Regions from separate parts of the Sus scrofa genome. Here all the other regions are linked to region 2. The links are chromatin contacts, called in public HiChIP or PLAC-seq maps. All regions are on one chromosome and are shown on one strand. Each heading gives the region's core, a stretch centred on a gene start, on an enhancer-like site or on the middle of the called end of the contact. The rest is flanking DNA. Distances are from core to core; before and after follow the strand shown. Region 1 has its middle 22 kb from the start of LPP. Region 2 overlaps LPP (lipoma-preferred partner). Region 3 has its middle 37 kb from the start of LPP.

Region 1 (4,770 bases), core at 2,096-4,595, 340 kb before region 2:
GTGAGGGCTTTAGAGCCAACAAACTCTTTTTGCAGTGGAACCAGGGACAAGTCAACCTTTCAGAGCTTCAGTTTACCTGTCTGCAAAATAAGAAGGATAAAACCAGCTAACCTGCTGTCTCTATGGTTGTCTGGAGGATTAAAGATGATAATTTTGCAAAGCCTCTAGCCAATGCCTAGCACACTGTCAAGGAGCAGTACCAGTTCCTTCCTTTCCTGCCTGCCCCCCTGCCCACCGCCTCACTTCTTCCTGCCTTGGCATGTGTGGGAAAAACTGAAATAGACAAAAACCACAAGGGGGCTTTTCTTCTTGTTGAAACCTATCTCCCCAACAGTAAAGACATTTGGCCCAGGGGCTTCAAGACCCCTGAAGGCCCTACTATAAATATCTTTGGTATGGTAGTGTGCACATATAAAGGGCTGGGGAATTTCAGTAGCCAGGTTAGCTAGTCAAAACAAATGTTCTTTATGTTCTAAAAGAATAAAGAGTTCCTCAGTGTCTGGGAACAGATGCAATAGCCCTTTGCCCTGCGGACAAGATTTTTCAGAGAAACAATAAAAGCAGCAAACCCCACTTAAGTCCAAGGACCTGAACTTCTATACACTTCCTTATAGGAATCTGAGATGTCAGATTACCTAGCCTCCTGACTAGCCCTGGAGTCCCATCTGTGTATTTCTGGACATATTAGGGACAAGGAAGTGCTAATTATACGATGGCGGTTAGGTTTTTTATTTAAAAAAGCTTTTTAAAAAATATAAGCTAAGGGAGTTCCCTTCATGGCTCAGCAGTTAACGAACCCAACTAAGATCCATAAGGATGTAGGTTCGATCTCTGGCCTCGCTCAGTGGGTTAGGGATCCAGCGTTGCCGTGAACTGTGGTGTAGGTCATAGATGCGGCTCAGATCCCACGTTGCTGTGGCTGTGGTTGTAGGCTGGCAGCTGTAGCTCTGATTCGACCCCCAGCCTGGGAACCTCCATATGCTGTGGGAGCAGTCCTAAAAAAGCTTATATATATATATATGCTACAATCTACCTCCTGCCACTTCCAACTTTTGATTCTTTTGATTCTAATCCCTGTACCTCTGGGGTCACAAGGGCAAGATCATTACTTTTCTAGGAGTTCTCAAAGAAAGAAAACCATTGCTTTTCTAACATTTGGGTGCAAGGGTTTCTACAAGAATGTTAAAACATAGGCTATTTCCAGTCACTAAAAAGTAATCATGAATATTGGTTTACGGTGACCATAAGTGGGCAGTTATATACATGTAGTGTATAATTTTTCTGTGGTTGAGCTTTAACTCAACTTTTAAGTCACCAGTTTCCAAACATGGCAGAGGTGAAAGGTCTGGGTTTAGATTCAGTAAACTCAGGTTAGACCCTTGCCCAGTCTGCCTGACCTCAAGCAAGTGTCTGAGCCTTGACCTCTCACCTGTGGAAAATGGAGATAACCATGGAGTTGCAGGCTCTGCAGTTAAAAAAAAAGTCTGGAGGAGTTCCCGTCGTGGCGCAGTGGTTAACGAATCCGACTAGGAACCATGAGGTTGCGGGTTCGGTCCCTGCCCTTGCTCAGTGGGTTAACGATCCGGTGTTGCCGTGAGCTGTGGTGTAGGTTGCAGACGCGGCTCGGATCCCGCGTTGCTGTGGCTCTGGCGTAGGCCGGTGGCTACAGCTCCGATTCAACCCCTAGCCTGGGAACCTCCATATGCCGCGGGAGCGGCCCAAGAAATAGTAACAACAACAACAACAACAACAACAACAACAAAAAAAAAAGTCTGGAAATCTGACTTCACGTGTGTGTGGAAGGGAGTGGGAGTTCACTAACTCACTTTAGTTCCTGTCTGAGAGTGAACTGTATGAGCTATGTAAGTGTCATTGCACTCATTTGTAGGGACTGAATCCTTCCTTCAAAATATATCTTAATTGGGTCTTCCCTATTTAAACATTGTTAAAAGGGAAGGTTGGAGTGACGGCCCCCAGGTCATTTCTAAGTCTGTGATACCAAGTTTGAAAACCCCTGAATTTATGACTCTAGTCAGCACTAAAGAATCTTTTTATTACAAACCACAAAAGATGCTGAAAGTAGTTGGTAAACTATGAACTGGACTCAAAATGTAAAAATCATTATGAATTATTTTGAAAAGCCAAGTCTTTGTAAATCCTGAGTATGTAGTTACTTCATCCTCACAAAAAGCCAGCGCCTCTGCAGTTAAAAATCTGTTCCTCAGAACCATCCGTTACATTATTTTTCTCTGTGGTGAGCTTGTGCCCACAGTCTAAAATGGACACTTTCATTTCAGACCCATTTTATTTTATTTTATTTTATTTCCATTTTTAATTTTTTACTTTTTAGAGCCACACCTGTGGCATATGGAAGTTCCCAGGCTAGGGTTACGCCACAGCCACAGCGACGCCAGATCCCAGCCACCTCTGTGACCTACACTGCAGCTTGTGGCAATGCATGATCCTTAACCCACTGAGTGAGGTCAAGGATGGAACCTGCATCCTCATGGATGCTAGTCAGGTTCATAATCTGCTGAGCCACAATGGGAACTCTTCAGACCCATTTTGAAAGGCCCAGAGAGCTTGTCAACAGTCCAGATATCTTCACTAAAATAAGGGCTACTATTTCTTTCAGTGTTATGCATTATACGTATCCTTTAGTCTATGCTATGTAATAAGCCCGTTCAAAACCTTAGTGACCTCAAACAGTCATTAGCTCACAATTCTCGTGGTCAGTGATTCGGGCTGGGTTTAGCTGTGTGGTCATTCTGATGACCTTGCCTGGATACACTCATGCAATTCCAGTCAATTGGCAAGTCTGCTTGGAGCTGATTGCTGCTGGCTTATAGCAAGGCTGTGTGCCTGCATTGTTTAGCAGGTTAGCTCAGGCTTTTTCACATAGAGTTGAGTTTTATACAAAGAGAGAGAGGGCAAAAGCAGAAGCTGTGAGGTTTCCCAAGGCCTAGACTCAGAAGTTGCAAAACATTGGAGTTCCTGTTGTGGCTCAGTGGTTAACAAATCTGACTAGGAACCATGAGGTCATGGGTTCGATCCCCGGCCATGCTCAGTGGGTTAACAATCCAGCATTGCTGTGAGCTATGGTGTAGACTGCAGACGCAGCTCGGATCCCGCATTGCTATGGCTATGGCATAGGCCGGTGGCTACAGCTCCAATTAGACCTCTAGCCTGGGAACCTCCATATGCCGAGGGAGCGGTCTTAGAAAAGGCAAAAAGACAAAAAAAAAAAAAAAAAAAAAAAGAAGTTGCAAAATATATGGCTGCTGTATTCTTGTATCAGTCAAAGTCATGAGGCCAGCTAGATTCAAAGGGTGACTAAGTAAATTCCTCTTCTTTGTGGGAGGAAGAGCAAAGTAACATTGTAAAGAGACTATTGTAGCTCTCTTTGCAAACACAGTACACCTCTAACCAATGTCAGTTTTTGCTTAGAGATACTACAATTGATTTTCTTACTCCTTGATATTTCAACAAGGTCTAACATATGATAAATGCAGTTTGGGATCCAAAATACATACAAGTTGTAGAGAGAGTGAAAATAAATCAGAATTCTTCAGTCATCGGTGCTACTGTAAAGCCTAATCTCCTGCCCACAGTGTCTTGAGGTCTGGCCTGTGCATCTGCTTGCCTCATTAACCTGAGGCTTCTCTTAGGATTGCAGTTTGTCACATGTTACTGGGAAATGACCCATGAAATTTCCTCTGCTGGAGGTCTCTTAACCCATGCATGGTAGAGCCAATGAAGTCTTTAGAAATGTCCTGTGCTTGCTCCTTGCTAGCAACAATTATCTGTCCATAAATGAAATTTGCCTCAGAGAGAAGTGGTCAAATTTATAAAAACATAAAAATGGGGAGTTCCTGTTGTGTCTCAGCAGAAACGAATCATAATTACCCCTCAGACTCTGGTTCAATGGATCTAGAGTAGGTATTCACAGAGTAGTAGAGAATATAAGGTATGAACAGGAAGGAAAATGTAATAAAATTGCTTTTAATATAATAAAAATGTGATAGAAGAGGTATAGCAAAAGCACTGTAGGTATTCAAAAAAAGGAAGATATTTTTAGCTGGAGAGGGAGAAATCTAGAAAGACTTTCTAGAGAAAGAAAACTTTGACTTGAACTTGAGCAGTTGAGATATATTACAGATGTACTGAGGGATCACCTATGGTTGAATGAAGAAAATAGAATGTCTCTATCTCTGGGGATGCAGCAGTGCTGATGATTGGTCTCTGGCCTGTGTTGGCCACAGCAAAGTGTTAGAAGGAGACCTCTCTTGACACCTTTTTTTTTTTTTTTTTTTTTTTTTTTTGCTTTTTTGGGCTTCACCTACAATATGGAAGCTCCTAGACTAGGTGTTGAATTGGAGTTGGAGTTGCAGCTACTGACCTACACCATAGCCACATAGCTGCAGCAATAGCAATGCAGGATCCAAGCCATGTCAGTGACATACACCACAGCTTATGGCAAGGCTGGATCCTTAACCCACTGAGCCAGGCCAGGGATGGAACCCACATCCTCATGGATACTGGTTGGATTCGTAACCTGCTGAGTCACAACAGAAACTCCTTTTGATATTTCTTATCTGCCACATATTTGAATGTCAACTCAAAGTCATTGATATGAATTCCAGAAGACATGACACATACATACATGGAAACCATCCCTAAACCATAAAATTGGAAATAAATGCTAGCTGTTTGTGTTCTAGTAGATTATGCGTTTCATATCATCCAGTTTACACAGCATAACTATGGCCC
Region 2 (4,711 bases), core at 1,084-3,583:
GGGCCTGGTGACTACTACCAAGAAGTAATTCTGTTATTATAGATTCTGTCAGTGAAATTTTCGCCCTTTCCTTCTCCCACCCTGTTTCTTTCCCTAAACTGGGATTTAAACCCCAGATTATCATGAACTTAAGTCATTTCAACTCTGTTGAAATGGTTCTTGCATGTTTCTGCCACCTCCCCTGATTCTCCAATGACTGCCCTTTTTCTGACAAGTTCTTCTACCTCTGTTAGGCAGGAAACACTTTTAATGGTTTGAACCTCCTTCTTCCACCAATTTTCACTAAAAATGAACTTCCACGTTTCCTCTGCTAGATCTGAAACTGTTCTCTCAGAACCCTGTTCTTTTTTTCTGTCCCTAATTTTTTAGGTAGCCACTCAGTCTTCTCCCTTTTGACCTTCTGTCTTCTCTCTGTAGAAGTCCCAACTTTCATAGAGTCAACTTCGATCCCTGTCTACTCAATGGCTTGAACTGGTTAGTTATGATTCTTGGCACTATGTCTTCCTTTGACAATGTTTGTGCCATTTATTCATAGAAAATCTTTCCACAGGGAAGACCTTCACCTTCTTTGCATTCAACATGTCCACAAATTCTACTCATCCTCTTCCCCCAAAACTTTCATTCTATTAGAGGTATTTCATTGTCTCTTAAATTCTAAAATCTGTGGTCATTATTAATATGTCTTACTTTTAAAATATTATCTATCACCAACATCTGAGCTGTCTATCTGTCTATCTGTCTGTCTGTCTATTTATCTGTCATCTATCTATCTGTATGTATTTGTTCAAAATGAGTTTCAGGTTTGTTCTAGTCTCTTCATTTCCCAGTATGATATCCTATCTCATTCCTTCTCCATCTCACAATAGAACTCATTGCTTTATGGGTCCCTCCCCTCCTTCAGCTGTACTTCGCTAACCCAATTAGTCTTCAAAAATTTTTATTTTCATCCTATGGCTTTTTGCTGACTGCTACATTAAATTTCCCCTCTTGGTTGATTTTCAGAGTACTCCAAGACCTTTAAACACACTTCACCTCCCACTGTGCTCTTTCTGTCTTCTCTTTTGTGAGACCAATGTCCTCATTGTCAACTTCTCATGCCGAGTTAATTTCCCTTGTGTGTTTCTTGCTCCCTGAAGCATCCTCATCTCTCAGCTGATGAGAAATACTCCCCATTTTTTTAAAGCTTGATCCATACCCTCTAATACCACCAGCTCATCCTGATCTCTCCCTTCTTTGCTTCCAGACCCTATTGACAGGGTGGTTTGGTATAGTGCCAGGAAGCCCTACTCTATTACTTATCAGTTGTGTTCCATCTTCACATGAAAAATGGGAACAATAGCTTAGAAAGTCATTTTGAAGATTAATTAAGGTAAAGAATTTAGAGTATCCAGTAGTATCTGGTTCATAGTAAAGGCTACAATGTATTAGTTAATGTATAAATCAGTTAATTACGTTTCATTTTCCTGCCACTGAATATATGCCTTTTTTGGGACTGATTTAATTATGCTATGTAACTACAAACTATATATCATAAAGCCAGAATCAAAATATGCCATAGGGGAGACCTATAGAAATCACTTAACATCACGAATTGTAGAGCCTCACCTTTTAAAGGCTCATAATCCAGCTCATCTTTCCTGTGATGCAGAAATGGATACCTAGATTTCTTAAGTCAGCTGCCCCAGATGACACATTTGGTAGGAGAGCTGGCCTCAACCCCAGATGGAGGTTTCTGGACTTACAGGTTTGAATGTTTTCAATTATCCTCTTGTTTATTCCCCTTTTAGAAACTGTTTGAAGGCTGGATTACAGCTCACATTCCTCCATCACCCATAGTCTTTAACCTCATTAAGGGATATGTGGTTGATAGTTGTGGATTTTTGATTCATTCCTTGTTTTGGCCATAAGAATTCTCTGGAAACATCTATGGAGTATGGATTATACATGGGCTTATCACCCTTTTGATGCTTTTAATACTGTTGTAAACATACAAAGGGTCCAACATGTACACTGCTGTGCCTTGGTTCAGTGTGGTGGGGAAAGCAAATGGGAGAGGAAGTTATATACATCTTGAGGAAATCAAGCTTTTCTATTTTTAGCCCTTGCTACTGTTTGAAAAGTACAGTCCTGTTCATGGCAGTCTGGCATGTGTTTCCTTAGTACCATTTCAAACAGGGAAAAAATAAATATGGGAATTTTTTGTAGTGAAAATAGTTACTTAGTGAAATCACGTAAGTTCCTTCTTTTCCTCTTGATGAAACCTCAAACCCACTAGGCACAGATTCCTCAACCTCAACTATGCATGTCAAAGGCTCATGCAGAGGAGGAAACTGCAGTCAGCAAAACCAAGTACAGCACAATGTGCTCTGGTGCCTGAGAGAGAGGCCAGGGAAGGCTGGGGGAGGGGAGGGTGAATTCCTCCGTCAGTGGAGTCTTAGCCACCTACCAGATGGTGCCCCTGGAGAAAACTGAATCCTGAACTATATAGATAGAGACACCTAGTGTCACAGCCCTTTGCTTAAACTGTTGCTCCTGCCTGAGTCTCAGCTCTTCTTTCCCTGAGTGCCTAACAGCCACTCCCCCAATTCAAATATGTAAATTGCTTCTCTTTAGCTGTTTAGATGACATTTTGGGGATTTTTCTAATCTGAGACTGTGTTAGTTCTCATAAGAGAACAGTAAAGAATCTTATGAAAGACAGGATAAACACCTGGTCTCTATTTATTTTATTCTATTGTTCTTTTCTTTTTTTCTTTCTTTAGCACCGCATGTGCAGCATTTGGAAGTTCCCAGGCTAGGGGTCGAATCAGAGCTGCAGCTGCCAGCCTACACCACAACCACGCAGGATCTGAGCAGCATCTGCAACCTACACCACCACTCATGGCAACACCAGATCCTTAACCCACTGAGTGAGGTCAGGGATTGAACCTGTGTCCTCATGGATACTAGTTGGGGTTGTTACCACTGAGCCACAATGGGAACTCCCACCTGGTCTCTATTTAGATGGATTTTCTATAACAGAGCAGGCCTTGGTCAGAAGAGGCAATGGTAGGGTGGTTTGGAGTCTACTGTATGAATTGAGGCAGACCAGACCCTGCATTAGGGTGATGGCCATGACCATGGTGAAGGTTGGCTAGAGTCCAGAGTCATTGGGAAAGAGGAAGGAATGACAAATGGAGGAGTCTGAGATACTTTTCAGGATCGTGACTTTCTTCAGTAAAGAGATATTTGCTTCCTATCCTAGTGTTTACCAAATAGGAAGTTCCTCTGAAAAGTGAGAACTCTGAGCTAAGTGCAATGTGAACCTTACTAAAGGAAATGTTGATACCGTAGAGAAAAGATTACGCCTCATTAAGGAGAGGGACTATACAGTCTCCAGATATAAACAACTCTACTTATATAAAATTGTGATGGTAGGGTGAGAATAATACATTGCTGTAATGAATGCTAATTTGTGGATATTGCTGTATTGTTGTCAATGTTTTTTAATTGAATATGTATTAATCTCCAACAGGGTGCTATGAATAATGCCAACTTACAGTTGATTTATCAGAAGACTTTATAAACACTAGTAAAATGGAAAGTCACAGCACCCCTTCAGGGTGGTAAATGTGGTTGCCATTTGTACAGATGAGGACAAGTGAAGTGGATTGTGTTTGCTCTGTTGGCACCGTGGGTGAGAATGTGAAACTGTCAAATGAGAGAAAAGTCTTTTCCCTGTCCCTGGGAACTGGGTTAGAATACATTAGTAAAGAGCTCTCCTTAAATGTGTTCAGAGTTGTGGGATTTTAATTAAATCATTCTGGTTATTGTTAGCACTTGCATTAGCACCTGATATCCAAATTCCAGGCCAGCAGATTTCAAATCAAGTATGGGAAAGAATTCGGGTGAGGCTTGCAAAGGGTTTGTTAAATGCAGATCACTAGGCCCTGCTCCCAAAGGTTCAGATTTGGTAAATCTGGAAAGGTGGGTGGGGGGCTAAGGATTTTCCCTTTTTTTTTTTTTTTTGGTCTTTTTGCCATTTCTAGGGCCGCTCCCGCGGCATATGGAGGTTCCCAGACTAGGGATCTAATCAGAGCTGTAGCCGCCGGCCTACGCCAGACCCATAGCAACTCGGGATCCGAGTCGCGTCTGCGACCTACACCACAGCTCACGGCAATGCCGGATCCTTAACCCATTGAGCAAGGCCAGGGATCGAACCCGCAACCTCATGGTTCCTAGTCAGATTTGTTAACCGCTGCGCCACGGCAGGAACTCCAGGATTTTCCCTTTTAATGGGGGTCTGAGGTGCTTCTGTCCCCAGAGGAGGCTCAGCTTTCCTTCAAACCTCAGCCTTTTCTTTCTTATAGGATAGGACCTATCTTTAGCCACTCAACTCTAGCCTCATCCTGAGACCAAGACTTGTTACTTAATATCTGTAGGGTCTCAGCTCACTTAGTATAATCCTGCAATCCTCTCATTTACAGAACACACTAAGACCTTCTGTACCCTTAGTGTTCTATTGGACATGTTGTTCCCAAGACCTCAGCCCACTTTGTTTTCAGAGTATCCCTTTGCAGTTTGTATTCTTATTCTTCTATTTCATATGCAGGACTAATGCTGAGAGGAGATATGACTTGGTGTGATGTTGCACTGCTATAAATCCTTTGGGCCTAAATCCAAGTAGACACCCAGATTCTGCTTTGAACCACAGTTGGGGACAGAGCCTCTGG
Region 3 (4,703 bases), core at 108-2,607, 350 kb before region 2:
TGGTAGTTGTGCCTCCTAGTCTTTTCCAGATTCTAGAAGCTCCCCACACTCCTTGGATCATGGCCTCTCATTCTGTCTTCAAAGCAGCAATATCAGGCGTATCCTTCTCATACTGCCATCACTTTGGTTCTCTCTTACGATTTCCTCTTCCACTATAAAGTATTTTGGGGATAGCATAGGACCTACCTGAATAATCCAGGATGATTAAGGTCAGTTTATTAGCGACTTTGATTTCAACTGCCTCCTCAATTCCCCTTTGCCACATAACCTAAGATATTCACAGGTTCCAGAGATCGGGACATAGACACACAGTGGAAGAGAAATAAATTTCTATCTTATACAAACCACTGATTTTCAAGTCTTTGTTGCCCACAGCTGAGCCTAACGTATTCCTGTGACAGACACTTGTTGAATACCCACTGCCATGCCATGGTGGTGCTGGCTGGGGTCTGATAATACTGGATGATCTAATATTTCTGGTCCTCCAGAGGCCGTGAGACTCATCTTACAACATCACATGGCCCCAGAATCATCCACAAGCCCACAGTAATGCCACCAGAGAAGAAAGAGGCCATTCACCAATGAACTGACCACAGCTCCTGCTCCCCAGCCTCTCAGGTTTGCCTCAGCACAGAGAAGGATCAGGGTCAGGAAGAGACTTGCCCAGGTGTCCATAGAAGTTCATGGCATTGCCAAGACTAGAACCCAAGTCTCTGAATACCACTCCTCCATCACATTATTTTCCTGGGTTTTTCAAGGAAGGACATACTGGACATACTACCCTTGGTCCCTGGCACCCAGTCACAACCTCTGGCACAGGCCGAAGACCGTGTTTACCTCCATTGCAATGATTCCAGTGACATCAGAGACTTACAGAATTTGGCTGGCCTTTCTTTATTCTCTTTCTACCTCTGGGCTATGCATAGTGAAATTCTCTGATGGTATTCATTTTCCTGCCCTTCACACCCTCATGCTCCATTTTTCCTATTTGTTAAGTAAGTTCCTATGAGTACTTAATAGGACTTATGAGGTAACATGGATAGCCAAAGATCAAGTTAAGGGCTCAGGCTTGTGAAGTTATGTGATTCAGTGCCATCTTTGATTTTGTCCTCCTCTATCTCTCTGATTGTCAGCATTTCCATCTTGAAAAAAAAGGGGGGGGAGGAGACAGCAAATGTGCTTCAAAATACTTGCAAGGAACAGCTCATAAAACTCATTGTGAGGCACATTAGCACCGCACACAGTGTCATCTAACTGCTTATAATGAAATGTTGAGCAACTAGGAATCCAGCTCACCCCATCTGGCTCTGAGTCACACTCCCTAGTAACACTAAGTGAAAGTGAAGAGAACTTGCACCAGGCCAGGATACAAAGCCGGGAAGTGCCTGACAGCCAACCTCACATGGAGATGTGCCTGAGAGCCAGTGGACCTGGAAAACCTTCATAAAGCCATTTGCTTAAACCCTTTGCTCTGCTCTTCTTAAAGATCGATTTCCCAAGCTCTCTTTGGTAACTGTTTCTGGGTTACACACCCAGATAGTTGGAAAGACTTCCCTTATGTAATTCAAGTGTGTTTTCTTTGGCTCTGCCTTCAGTGGGAAGGGAAAAAATTTATTTGCATTTCCCCCATACCCCCACCTTTATAGTAATATCCTTTCTGATACCTCATGGCTGGTATTGAGATAGCTCTTCTATAGGACTTCTCAGTGTTCATTGCACATAAATGCAGTGGGGTGTGTGTGTGTGTGTGTGTGTGTGTGTGTGTGTGTGTGTGTGTGACATTTGCCAGGACTAGAACCCAGGTCTCTGAATACCACTCCTGCATCACATTATTTTCCTGGGTATTTTGATGAAGGACATATTGGACATAATCCCACAGGACAAACTCCCATAAGAGTGTTTTGTTGTTGCTGTTGTTGTTTTATGGCTGCACCTGCGGCATATGGAAGTTCCCAGGCCAGGGATTGAATCCAAGCCAAAGCTGCAACCTACACTGCAGCTGCAACAATACCAGATTCTTTAACACATTGTGCTGGGCCAGGGATCAAACCCACACCTCCACAGCAATCCGAGCCACTGCAGTCAGATTCTTAACCCACTACACTACAGTGGGACTCCCCCGTAAGAGTTTTCACATTGTGTTAAAAATGCTTGAGTCTGAGTGGTTTAGACCTGGATGAGATCTTATAGATCATTTCTTCAAAATATCTAAATTCTGCACATGAGAAGATTGTGGTTCTATATGGTCTTGCTCAAGGTTATACAATTAGTGTTGAGACAAAGAACTGTCAACCAGGCCTATGGAATTTTGATAATGATGTATCACTAGATAATATTTAGCTTATGCTAATTCCTAATTTTTACTTTCTTTGCATAATACCTCCTGATATTTGTAGAGCACTCATATTTATTTTGAGCAAAAGCAGTCATCCCCCTTCTTGTATAATAGTTGTTTACTCTTCTTCTGTCAGAGAACTCATTTTCCCTCAATTAAGCATAATCCTGCACATTCATGCCAACTTCTTTAACTTAAGGGGTCATATTGAATTGCAATTCTACTCTACTTGGTTTCATCTTAACTTTATGGAAGAGCTCCTATAAGCCAGTCGCTGTCACGTAGCACCTCATCTGATCCTCCAGACAACCCTATCTTAGGGATATTATTATTCACATCTTAGAGTGGAAACAAAATGAGTCAGAAAAAGATTAAGCAGTAGACCCAAGGCTGTCCATCTGCTGAGACCCATGTCTTCTCTTTTGTGCTTAGGACAGCATGTGACCTCTCACACAATGGCAGCCAACCCGCATAATTTTCTTCTAGCAGTAAGTCAAAGAATGGTGCTCTTTTTCCAACACACCTACCATGGAAGTAAATACTAAGTAGCATAATTAGCCAAGGCCAATAGGTAGAGAAAGTCACATACTCTTCAAGTTGAAGGTGAATGATAACTTCAACATTCCCCACAACAGAGGTTAGTGAGAAGAAAGTGTAACTTTTCCTTTCAATATATAGTCACAGCTATGTAAACAAGGAGGAAAATGAAGACGGTAGATGGTAGAAGATGCCTGGAGTCTGAATGAAGGAGTGGTTGTTTCTGAGGGGGATCAGGGAAAATGCCTTGGAGGAAGGCCCCAGGCATGCGTGAGCGGGAGGACTCAAAGAAGAAGACATCAGGGCACAGGCAGTTGAGCCAGATGTTAAGAGAAGGAGACCAAAGTGAGGACAGGTTTGGGAAAAGGCGTGAAATGAAGAACTCCTGAAATAACTGGGAGTAATAAGCTGGGGCGGGGGGAGATAGATAATTCTGGGTTTCCGTGTATCTGAAGGGTAACCAGTCTAAGGCAGGTGAGACTTGCTCTGTGAATTGAAAATTCCAAGTTATCGGTTAATTAGGTTATACACAGTCAGCAGTGGTCTCAGAAAAGCTAAGCCAAGAAGGAGGCACATGGTTTCTAACCATTAGACCTGCTCAGTAATGGCATGGCTTTCTTTGGAGAGAAAGCCACCCAGGAAACCCAGAGACCCCCCCCAGCCCAAGGAGCTGGGTTGTAGAAAGTATTTCTGCATTCTGGGGGGGATGGGCTTAGATAAACCCCAAAGGCACTTTCGTTTCTGATTTTCTAAAATTCCAAAAGCCCCACACAAGAAAGAACATTTCAGACTGGAGAACAACATGAGGGAGACTGGATCTCCTCAGAAGATGGGCCTTCCCTGTGCAAACAATGCTCTGTCTCCAAGTGAAAGGAATACTTTCCAAGGTACCATCCAGCCTGGGTCTTAAATTAGACCTAACAATGCTTTTGCATCTTATATTTTTTTACTGCCAAAAAAAAAAAAAACTTCAAGAAAATCATTACACTCCTTTTAACCTTCCATCCTAAATTTTACTGATTGTTGCATTAGAGGTGAATTTTGTACTGAATATATATCATTTGGCTGGTAAACTTATAGTCTGAGCTAATATACGCCACATCTGGAGTTCCCATCGTGGCTTAGAGGTTAGTGAACTTGACTAGCATCCATGAGGATGTGGGTTCGATCCCTGGCCTTACTCATTGGGTTCAGAATCCAGCATTGCCGTGAGCTATGGTATATATCACAAACACAGCTCAGATCCCACATTGCTGTGGCGATGGAGTAGGCTGTGGGTGCGTGGATTAAACTATTTTTTAAAAATCATATATATATAAACATTGGAATTCCCGTCATGGCTCAGCAGGTTACAAACCCGGCTAGTATCCATGAGGATGAGGGTTCAATCCCTGGCCTCTCTCAGTGAGTTAAGGATCCGTCATTGCCATAAGCTGTGGTCTAGGTCTCAGACACGGCTTGGATCTGGCATTGCTGTGGTTGTGGCTGTGGCGGACAGCTGCATCTCTGATTCAAGCCCTAGCCTGGGAACTTCCATATGCAGCTCATTTTTAGATAATCATCTATCATTGCTTACATTTTTGTAGTCTTGTTATGGTTTTTACTATGCATTCATGACCTTGTTTAATTTTCAGACAAGCCTAGGATGTTGGCAGCACAGCTATCACTACCCTTAGAATGAAGAGAGAGACTTATGTGCAAGGCAACTGGGGCCTGAGGTCTGCCTGAGTATCCTGGAGGCCACCCTAGAAGCTGCAGTTCCTGGCTCCTGTCCCAGGACTCCTCACACCCCTGCCCCGGGCTTCCCACAATGACTCAGGGCACTGCAGCT

What was found. HiChIP or PLAC-seq counts read pairs in DNA pulled down with a chosen protein or histone mark.
Region 1: a contact with region 2 is called in an H3K27ac HiChIP or PLAC-seq map of alveolar macrophages. The contact joins two enhancer-like sites. A contact is called at or near these places in 1 of 47 Hi-C or Micro-C datasets (embryonic fibroblasts) and 1 of 2 datasets of contacts at active chromatin or transcription factors (alveolar macrophages).
Region 3: an H3K27ac HiChIP or PLAC-seq map of alveolar macrophages shows a contact between it and region 2. The contact joins two enhancer-like sites. A contact is called at or near these places in 1 of 47 Hi-C or Micro-C datasets (embryonic fibroblasts) and 1 of 2 datasets of contacts at active chromatin or transcription factors (alveolar macrophages).

Annotation. Positions count from the first base shown.
Region 1 is chr13:125,758,361-125,763,130 of Sscrofa11.1, forward strand. No RefSeq gene overlaps it. Among named protein-coding and RNA genes, the nearest start is that of LPP, 22 kb to the right of the region's middle. Within about 2 kb of position 3,346, at least 9 of the 83 cell types and tissues checked have an H3K27ac peak or open chromatin away from gene starts, as enhancers often do. A contact at or near this core is called in alveolar macrophages, where this site is marked.
Region 2 is chr13:126,096,033-126,100,743 of Sscrofa11.1, forward strand. All of the region lies in intron 4 of LPP (lipoma-preferred partner), which reads left to right. Among named protein-coding and RNA genes, the nearest start is that of MIR28, 180 kb to the right of the region's middle. Within about 2 kb of position 2,334, at least 18 of the 83 cell types and tissues checked have an H3K27ac peak or open chromatin away from gene starts, as enhancers often do. A contact at or near this core is called in alveolar macrophages and embryonic fibroblasts, where this site is marked.
Region 3 is chr13:125,743,499-125,748,201 of Sscrofa11.1, forward strand. No RefSeq gene overlaps it. Among named protein-coding and RNA genes, the nearest start is that of LPP, 37 kb to the right of the region's middle. Within about 2 kb of position 1,358, at least 11 of the 83 cell types and tissues checked have an H3K27ac peak or open chromatin away from gene starts, as enhancers often do. A contact at or near this core is called in alveolar macrophages and embryonic fibroblasts, where this site is marked.